Regions from separate parts of the Mus musculus genome. Here region 2 is linked to region 1. Evidence: chromatin contacts called from public promoter capture Hi-C data. All regions are on one chromosome and are shown on one strand. The core of a region is the stretch at or near the end of the contact, and the rest is flanking DNA. Distances in the headings are between cores, read along the strand shown.

What was found. Capture Hi-C pulls out chosen DNA fragments and counts their contacts.
Region 2: a promoter capture Hi-C map of adipose tissue shows a contact between it and region 1. The contact joins the promoter of Ecsit here to the promoter of Elavl3 in region 1. A contact is called at or near these places in 1 of 39 promoter capture datasets (macrophages), 8 of 484 Hi-C or Micro-C datasets (CD4 T cells, LSK cells, cerebral cortex and 5 more), 6 of 115 datasets of contacts at active chromatin or transcription factors (the SCID.adh cell line, embryonic fibroblasts, embryonic stem cells and 1 more) and 3 of 9 other capture datasets (adipose tissue, liver and pancreatic islet).

Annotation. Positions count from the first base shown.
Region 1 is chr9:22,049,039-22,053,858 of GRCm38.p6, forward strand. It overlaps Elavl3 (ELAV like RNA binding protein 3), which reads right to left and starts at 2,985. Exons shown (of 7, transcript NM_010487.2): 1 at 2,552-2,985. The coding sequence starts at 2,560.
Region 2 is chr9:22,082,883-22,087,702 of GRCm38.p6, forward strand. Ecsit (ECSIT signalling integrator) reads right to left here and starts at 2,545. Exons shown (of 9, transcript NM_001253897.1): 1 at 2,475-2,545; 2 at 1,141-1,326. It overlaps Gm16845 (predicted gene, 16845), which reads left to right. Exons shown (of 3, transcript NR_040407.1): 3 at 2,061-3,249.

The sequences.
Region 1 (4,820 bases), core at 1,735-4,234:
CAAGTGCTGGGATCAAAGGCAATGTGTCACCACACCCAGCTACATGTTTTTAGACTTTCAGTGCTATATAGAAAAGTGGAAAGCATTTGTTCCATTTCTTAGTGAGGAATTTAGTGTTTGCTCTGGAGCCTACGCAGGCCTGTGTGTGTGTGTGCGCGCGTGTGTGTGCTCCTGCACCCGTGTGGAGATGGAAGGACAACTTTGGGTGTTGGTTCTTTCCTTCCATCTGTGTGTTCCAGCGATGCAACTCAAGTTGGTCCAGTTGGTCGCAAGCCCCTGCTGAGCCATATTGCCAGCCTTGAGTCAGCATGACACCTGACTCGACCCCAGCGTCTATGGAGTTACCTGGCAGCCATCCTGCCCACAACTGGGGGATACCAGGCTGTGTTAGTTCCGAGGGGTTCACTGCCCAGCCTGCGCTTCTTTCACTACTTCTCTCGCCTTGCCGTGCACCAGCTTAGCTGGGCAGGGCCGGGTGTTCATTTCACAGCTGAACCAACTGAGCCGCCTAAGCCGATAATGGGGATGGGATTGGCAGAAGCCACACCCGGGCTGCCCTGGTCCAGGACAGAAAGGAGGGGGGACAGGAGAGGCAAGGTTGACTGATGGGGACCTTATCTCCCTCCCTTCCGCTCTTCCTGTGGGCCTGTTTCCCACTCTAGGCTTAAACAGCCCCCTCACTCTTTCTCTTTTCCCCCACCCCCAGACTCCCTCTTTGTAACTGCCCTTACTCCCAATCACACACAGCTGAAGAAGGAATTTGTCAGCAACACACCTAAAGCTACTTGCTCCTCAGACCCCCTTGGCCTCCAGCTGGGCCTCTGGCCTCCAGTCACAGTGACAGATGCCTGGATACTGGTGACAATAGGGCTTTGAGTGGCTATCTAAGCACAGCAAGTCAGGGCCACCACGTGGTACAGACCGAACCTTGTATTTCTGAGCCCTTTTCCTTCTACTTCTAATCTACGAGGGGCCCCACTGAATCCGGCATCCCCTCACTTCCTCCTGGTCTATCCTCAAGGCATCCCTTCTTGAGTGTCCCCACCACCACCAGTGGTAATTCCAGGCCTCCAAGGGTCTCCAGGCCCTGCTGTAACCTCTGACCACACCCTCTTCTCTTTTCAAACAGAACAACAGATGAGGGAAGTCTTGGAGGTATATTGTAGGGTTTCTGAGAGTCTCCAGGAGGCTACATTCCTGTTCTCAGACCTGGATGAGCACCTTGAGGCCCAGAGATGGTAAGAAAATAGCCTGAGGTCACACAGCAAGCTGAGCCCTTGGGAAGGCATGGGGAGGAGGTGGTTCTTTCTTAAAGCCAGGTGGCCTAGTGCCAGGGCCCAGGAGAGAGGAGACTCAAGATGGACTACTGAGCTTCCCGACCCCCACCGTGCACACCACGACTCGAAAAGGAGGCCGGGAACAACACTTGGTGTTCAGAGACACACAGGAAGAGATCTCCAAAGAGCGGAAAAGGTAGGCTGGGCGCGGGGACCAGACAAAGGACGCTTGGCGGCGCGGGGAGCTAGTCGCTCAGGGAGGCGGGGGTGGAGCCAGGGTGCGGTGAGCACTGGCCAGCCCCGCCCCGGGACACGCCCGGGCTGCGGGGTGGAGGTCCTAGGGCTCGCTTGAGGCCAGGTCCAGGGGGCCTAGGGGCGGGGCCTGGATGGGCGTGGCACGACAGGGCGTGGCATGTCGGGCGGGGCCGTGAGTTCGGGAGCTGACCAGCTCCGAGGCTGCTGAAAGCAACCGTGCGCCGGCCAGGCGGCCCGATTTGCGGGCGCGTTCAAGGTCACCCTGCGGCCCGGAGCCCTGACCGGGGAGGGCGCGTGCAGCAGGCCCTATGGAGTACTGCTGCAGCCCCGGACGCCCTCACCCGGAGGCAGCGGCCGGGGAACGGGGAGCCCCCCTCCCGCACTACCCCCCCCCCCGCAGCCCCAAGGCCCCGCGCGAGGCTACGGCCCGGCGGAGAAACAAAGGGATCACGGCGGCCGCCGCGAGGCCTCAGGGCGCCCCCTCCTCTTCCCCTCCCCGCTTGCCGCAAGGTCGACGGGGTTCGAGGACGAAGATGCCCGCCTTTCGGGTGCGGCTCGGGCTTAGAGCAGCGCGATCCGACGCCACCCGCCTCTCCATCTCCCCTCCCCCCCAAAAAGCTCTCAGAGAAGGCCGAGTGGCATTACCCGGACCAACAGTGGGAGATCGTGGCCCTTGTCCTCCTGGGCGGCCTGCGGGTCTGGGCCTGGGATGCTGGAAGCATCCTCCGCCGCCGCGGCCCCTCCCCCACAGCCTTCCAGTGAGGAGCCACAAGGACCACCGGGTGGCTGAGGGCACCCTGTACACAGCCTGGCTTTCCAAAGCCTCTCGAACCAGGCTCCACTCCCCAAAACTCCGGATGCAGCTCTGGCCACTCTCAGGCCCGAGGCGCGGTACTACCCCCCCCCCTCCCCTAGGCCTAGCTAGGCCTGGTCCTACCCCCCCACTCCCCGCGTTTCCGTGGAGCCAGCCTCCGCCCCTCCCTCCCGTGTTCGTCTCGCGGCGACAAGGGAGTACCTACAGTGACCATTCTTGTGTGCCCGGCGGGCGCGGTCCGTATCGAGGGCGGCTCCGGGGGTCGTGCACTCCTAGGGGGGCGCCTGGTGCTCACGCCGGGGTCCCGCCCGGGCGTCTGCGTCTGCGGCCGCTGCAGAGGAGGAGATGGAGGCGGCGGCGCCTTCGAAGGCCGGGAACTGACCCGAGCCTGGGGATGCGCGCTTCGACGGCCAGACCCCCAGCGGCAGGTGGATGGAGGGAGCGGGCACGCAGTGGAGGGTGCCCGGAGCGCGGCCCCGCCGGGCCTGAAGAAGTCGCTCTTTCTGTGACTGAGATCTCGGCAGCTCTGCCTTCTGCGGCGGGCCCTCAGTTCGGCCTGTCCCGTGCCGGGTGATGGGTCCTCTCCTCTCGCCCGCCCTCCCTCCCTCCCACCGGCCCGCGCTGCGCGCTCCGCGCTCTGGGTCGCACTGCCGCCGCCCCCAGCCCTTTATAGAGGCAGCTGCCAGCGCCGGCGTCGCTCATTGGCTGAGACGGTGGGTCTCCGCCTCCTCCCGGCTCCCGACGGCGCGGCAGGTGGAAGCGAGTGCGGGCCTAGACTCTGCGTGCCAAAAGAGAATAGGATGAGGCATCAGATCTTGGCTCTTTCTTGCCTGCGGACTCTGACTCTAGTCTTGACACCACTCTCGAGTATTACTTTAGCTTTGCCGACAAATTGGGTTCCCCTCTTCAGTCCAGCATCTAACTCTGAAGGGGTAAAAAACAGCCTTTGGTGACCCAAACACAACCAGGGGTGCATGGGTGATGTCTGGGAGGGCTGGGAAAGGGCAAACACTCAGACCCAGACCCGTTCTGCTAGATCCGAAGTGAACAGTTTTTGTTTCCACATGGCCTCTGGTGATATTAGAATACTAGGTGTGGTGAGCCAGGAAGGTAGTTTGAGTCTAGCATGGGCTACACAGCACTTTATGCTGATCTGGGCTACATAGCAAACTTCAGGCTGTTGCGTGCTGCTTAGGAGACCCTGGGTTTTTTTTTTTTTAATTAAAGAACAAAGAAAAGAAAATCTAAACAAACAAACAACAACAACAACAAAAAAACCCAAACCAAACCAACCAACCAACCAAACATAAAACAAAAGTAAGGTGAGCACGATGTAAGGCTAACTTTAGAAGATAGTCAGAGTGATCAAGAGTTCAAAGCCAGCCTGGGTTACATAAGACCGGTTCTCAAAAATAAATAAAATAAAATAAAACAAAACAGAAGGCTGCAGGAAGCTGGAAAGATAGCTCAGCAAGAAAAGGTTCTTGCCATACAGGCCTGGAAATCTGATGTTTGTTTGTTTGTTTTTTGAGACAGGGTTCCTCGGTGTAGCACTGACTGTCCTGGAACGTCCTTGATAGGTCAGAGTGGCCTCCAGCTCAGGTATCCATCTGCCTCTCCCAGGTGTTGGAATGAAAGATATTTGCCACCATGCTAGGTAGCGACCTGAAGTGTGATCCCCTGAACCCATGTAAAGAAAGAAAGAGAGAATCAACTCTACATGGTACACACACACACACACACACACACACACACACACACACACACACGCACATGCACACACACTAATAGTAATAAATTAAAAAAAAATGGGTTGAGGATTGGTTCAGTTACTAGCCCATGAAACCCCAGATCCGATCCCTAGCACCACATAAACAAGCCTGGAATCACAACACTGGGGGTGCTGAGGCAAAAGGGTCAGAATCTTAAAGTCAGGGTCAGTTATGTAGTGAATTCCAGGCCAGCCTAGGCTACATAGACCTTGTAGCAAAATGAACAAAAAACAAAGAAGAACAGCAACAGAAAAAAGAAAGAAAGGAAAAGTGGTGGCGAGGGAAATGATTGAGCGTTTAGGGTGGTCTTTATCATCCTTGGAAGGACACACATTGTGTTGGTTTTAAGTGTGCCAAGTACTCTAGACCTCAGAATGTGGGCGCTAGCACCTTTTCTGTCAGGGGGACATCACACTGCTCCGAAGCAGGTGAAGAGGTTTGTGCTAAAGGTTCGGTATGATAGATCCCCATTAGACTCATACAGCTTAAGAGGTCATAAATAGGTATCCAAACTTGGATAAGCAAGACTTGAGAGTCGTACTGATTGTTTGGCTTTTTGGGCATGTATTTGGTTGTCCTGTGAAAGCACGCTTTTTATTTTTTTATTATTATTTTTTTAATTTTTTAAAGGAGGTTGGAGTGGCAACACCTCCTTTAGTGTTTAGAACATTTGCTGGAGCGGGATTGGGGGAGGGGGGTGGC
Region 2 (4,820 bases), core at 1,295-3,794, 33 kb after region 1:
TGTCCACAGTGTCTGCAAAGCTGAGGATGCAGACAAATGCCCTGGGAGCACAAAGCCTGCAGATTCAGGCTTAGTGGAAATATGTCCGCCCTTCTGCAACTTTCAGGTGATAGCAACAGCTGCTGGTCTGAGGATATGCAATTGGACCGGACTCAGGCTGTGACTCGGTAATACAGACCTGGCCTAGACTCCTCCAGTGAGCTGCTGGCCCCCGTGAGCCTCTGCTAGGGGGCTAGGAGTGTGGCTCAGTAGTAGAGCCCCTGCCTAGAATGCCCCAGTTAGAGGCTGAGGGTGTGGCTCATGGTATGTACTTGCTTGGTATAGTTAGATGAAAAGAATCTAAAACCTTGCTTTGCAAATTGTGTTCCAGGACCTGTAAAATATTGGCTCTAACTGCATGAGAATCTGCATTGTAATGCCCATAGGTGGCTCCAACTTGTATCAGTGTCGTGAGTATTCATGCTCATGGTTCCCTGATGCGTTTGCCTCCTACAGAAGCACAACTCTGGTACAAAGCAGCCACCCCAAACTCCATTCAGGGAACACCAACTGACAGCACTTTTGTTTACAGTGCTTCTCTGGAGGTAGCCAGTAGCACCAGTGCTTACTCCAGCCACAACGTAGGAACCATCCAGCATTCACTGTGTCCCTATTCAATCCATCCGAGTTCTGAAGATGGCTTCCAAATCTATCCCTCTTGCAGGTCACCACAGCAGTCCGTGGTCTACTCTCCTGCATACGTTTTTGCCCTCTCTCTTCTGCCCTCCCAGTTACTTCCTTCCATTGCAAAGGAAAGCTTTTAACAACAGGAGCTAGGTGAGCTTGAAATGTGGCTCCATTGGTAAAAATGCTTGCCCTGAAAGTATGAGGACCAGGGCTTGAGCCCTACATACAAAGCGGCTTGCAATCTGAGCAGTCGGAGGAAGCAAAAAAGGGCAGGTCCCCGAGCTCGCTGCTAGCCAGCCTAGTCAGTGAGCTACATGTCCCACTGAAAGATCTGTCTCAGAGCACACGGTGGACAGCTCCTGAGGGACAACATCCAAGGTTGACATTTGTCCTTTGTACACGTGAACACATACTAACATACATCCCTGTACCCACATATGAACACATAAGATTGCTGGGTGGGATAGCACATACCTGTAATCTCAGCACTTGGGAGACCCCGGCTGGCAGACCTCTGAGTTTGAGGTGAGACGATCTATATAGGCATAGCAAGTTCCAGACCAGCCAGGACTACATAGGCAGGAAGATGGCCTCCAGAATCAAACCAGCTGGTGATAATTAGTAAGTCCCATGTCAGTCTGAGCTACAGTAAGGTCCTGTCTAAAATTTAAATAAATAAGAGTGGGGAGAGGAAATTTAGCTGAGAAAGGAACTTGCTGTTGGAACAAACAAAGCAAACCTAATGACCTGAGTTTAAACCCTGGAACCAACATAAGGTGTATGGATAAAACTCCAGAGCTGTCCTCTGACCTCCACCATGCACCAGTGCACATGTGCCCCACCTCCATACCATGGCTAAAATAAAAACTTCAAAGTAAATACACATCGGATGGAGTCCACCTGCTGTACCTCCCCTCTCTCTCATAACTCCAGCCACACTGTTTTGGTCTGATGCACCTCAGGCACGGGCTTTGAACTTTTTTTTTTTTTTTTTTTTTTTTGGTTTTTGAGACAGGGTTTCTCTGGCTGTCCTGGAACTCACTCTGTAGACCAGGCTGGCCTCGAACTCAGAAATCCGCCTGCCTCTGCCTCCCGAGTGCTGGGATTAAAGGCGTGTACCACCACGATTCTTTTACCCTCTGCCTACTACTTACTGTCTTGGTATATGCCTGTAATCCAGCACTCAGAAGGCTGGAGCAGGAGGATGTTCATGATGAATTCAAGGCCAACTTGGGGTACATAAAGAATCTTGTCGCAGGGAAAAACACATTGCTTGCAACAATCACTGTTTTGAATTATCTGTTATGTTTGTGGTTTGCTCAATTAGGAAATACTTTTTAAAATCTGTTTTTCTCATCTGATTTCTGTTTAAAATCTGGTTGTGTCTCCACTAGCTGGGCCAGTGCATGGTACATGGTAACTGCCCAACACCGACCAACGGAGTGGAACTAAGCAAGTTTCTACAAAACAGAGAGAAATCTGAACAGCCAGGTCGCGTGTGTGTATGCGTGTGGGCTGGCACGATTCCGGGTCTCTAAGAGGTCTCATTGGAAGGTTCCAATGCCTGCGTCACAGACAAGATGTGTGGCCCAAGTCCGCGGTCCCATCTGTGAAACGGACCGCCTGCAGCAAGAGGTGCCCAGCAACCTTTCCAGGCACGTTCCCAAGCCTGCACCCCAAAAGGTCACAGTGTCCCGACTCTGAGGCCGAGTTGAAGGTCATCCTCCCCGGCTCTACCAGGCCTGGAAGTGGACGCCCCGAATCCCAGACAGTCCCATAAACCTCCCACGCGCGACCCACCTACTCACGTGGCCAGCCGCAGACCCGAGCCGGCTCTGTGGGACCGCTGGACGCTGTCATGTTGAGCCACGGAGCTTCCGGTTACGAGTCGAAGGTGACAGCAAATCAGAAGAGCCTGTGACGATAGGTCCCGCCCTCAGGAAGAGATCCACCAATAGGAAGGGGGGAGACGCTGGTTTCTCCTCAGGAGCAGGCCCTGCCCCTCACTGAGCTCCAGAAGCCTGGAGACTTTGGATACCAGTACGGAGGCGCTGGAGCGGGTTCCCCGGCGTCCGTCCGGTCCAACTTTCTCCGCGGTGTGGTAAATTATTATTATTGTTACGGACTGGAAGCACCACATCCGGTTCGGAGCCCAGGGCGGCTTGCGTGCTAAGCAAGCACTCTACTGCTGTCAACTAAGCCGCAGCCCCAGTCCCGGAATGCATTTTTTTACTAAAGAGGTTTTTTCAGTTTGGTTGGTTGAGTTGTTTGAGTCAGGGTCTTGCAGTGGTGCTCAGCCTGTTCTCAAAACCCTGGATTCAAGAGATCCTCGGGGTTCAGCCTCCCGAATAGCTGGAACCTCAGCTGGGCAACACTGCCAACAGCTTTAACAGAATGTCAAGCTGTGTTTATTTTTACTGTGTGTTATGTGTGTAAGTCTATGTGAGCATGTTCGTGTGGGAGTCAGAGGGCAGCTTGGGGGATGTTCTTTCCATGTGGGTACTGGGGATGAAACCTGGGTCATCAGGCTTGGCTGCGAGCACTTTTAACGCCCTTTAATAAAAATGTTTGAAGTTTGAATTCATCTATGTGAAATGGCCATATAAGTACAACAAGGGCTACTGTGAAAAAGGACATGCATTCCTGACCCCCCTCTCTCCCTCCCCAACAGGGAGTCTAGATTGACTCTTTAGCCCACCCACACTGAGGGCTGCGAGGCCTATGGAGTGCATGTCTAGATGACTGGATCGCCGGGGAATTGTACGCATGTATAGAGGAGAGGGATTTTATACATGTATAAAATGATTGAATATAGGCTTTTATTGTTTTAAGTGCATTTTTAAACATTGTTGTATTTTGGGTGGCACATGTGGTGATAATTTACTAGAATCTATCCTTTGAGTCCCAGGGATTGAACTTGGGCCATCAGACTTGGCAGCACTTTACCCACAGAGCTGACCTGTCAACCCCATAAGTAATTATTTTTATTTATTTATTTATTTATTTATTTATTTTGTTTGTTTGTTTTTTCGAGACAGGGTTTCTCTGTATAGCCCTGCTGGCTGTCCTGGAACTCACTTTGTAGACCAGGGTGGCCTCGAACTCAGAAATCCGCCTGCCTCTGCCTCCCAAGTACTGGGATTAAAGGCGTGTGCCATCACCGCCCGGCAGTAATTATTTTTAAAACAAGGTCTTGTGTAGCCCAGACTAGCTTTGAGCTTGTGTGTAGCTGAATTTGATTTTGATCTGATCTTCCTGCCTCTCTTGTCCTGGGATTACGAGCCTGTACCACCATGCATTGTCTCTGTAGTGCCAGGGATACAGTCCAGAGCCTCTTACATTGTAGGCAGGTTCTCTACCAACTGAGGTGTAGCCCCAGTCCTTTTCTTTCGTCTAGACAGGGTCTTACTGTGCTGCTTGGCCTGGCTGACCTGGACCTCTTTATATAGACCTAGCTAGCCTTTGTTTATGGCTCTAGTTGGCAGTGTAAACCTGGGAGAGTGGAGCCTCAAAATGAGGCTGACTAAAGTCTCATGCTACAGCACATCAGGCAAGTTATACTCTGGGCATTAAGAAGCATCGCATGGGTAAGGTGTTCAATTGTAAGGGCACACGTGGCAAAAACATGTTTTCCCATAGAGGTAACATGAATAACAACAGCTGAAGCAAATGTACTGCTGTTCACTACCCCCTGGGGGAGTAGCACAGAAGCACATCCAAGAACAGTTCTGTGTTGTGAAAAAACTGAAGTCACAAGAGTCATGTCTGGTTTTCTTAAGAGCACCCAGAATTCTCACACAACTCCATCCTTGGACTGTGTTCCCACAGGCCTTGATTTCATGGAGATCTGCAGTGTAGTGTGTGCTGCTGCAGGAAGTGCTGCTCTAGACTTGGCCATAGATAAGCATCTTGTGCCACTGTGCTTGGCCACTACATTAACTATTTTTAGGTTATTAGGATACTAGCTGTATTAGTCAGGGTTCTCTAGAGTCTCAGAACTTATGTATGGGTAGTCTCTGTATAGTAAAGGAATTTGTTGATGACTTACAGTCTGCAGTCCAACTCCCAACAATGGTCTGCAGCAGCTGTAAATGGAAGTCCAAGGATCTAGCAGTTGCTCAGTCCCACAAGGCAAGCAGGCAAAGAAGATAGAG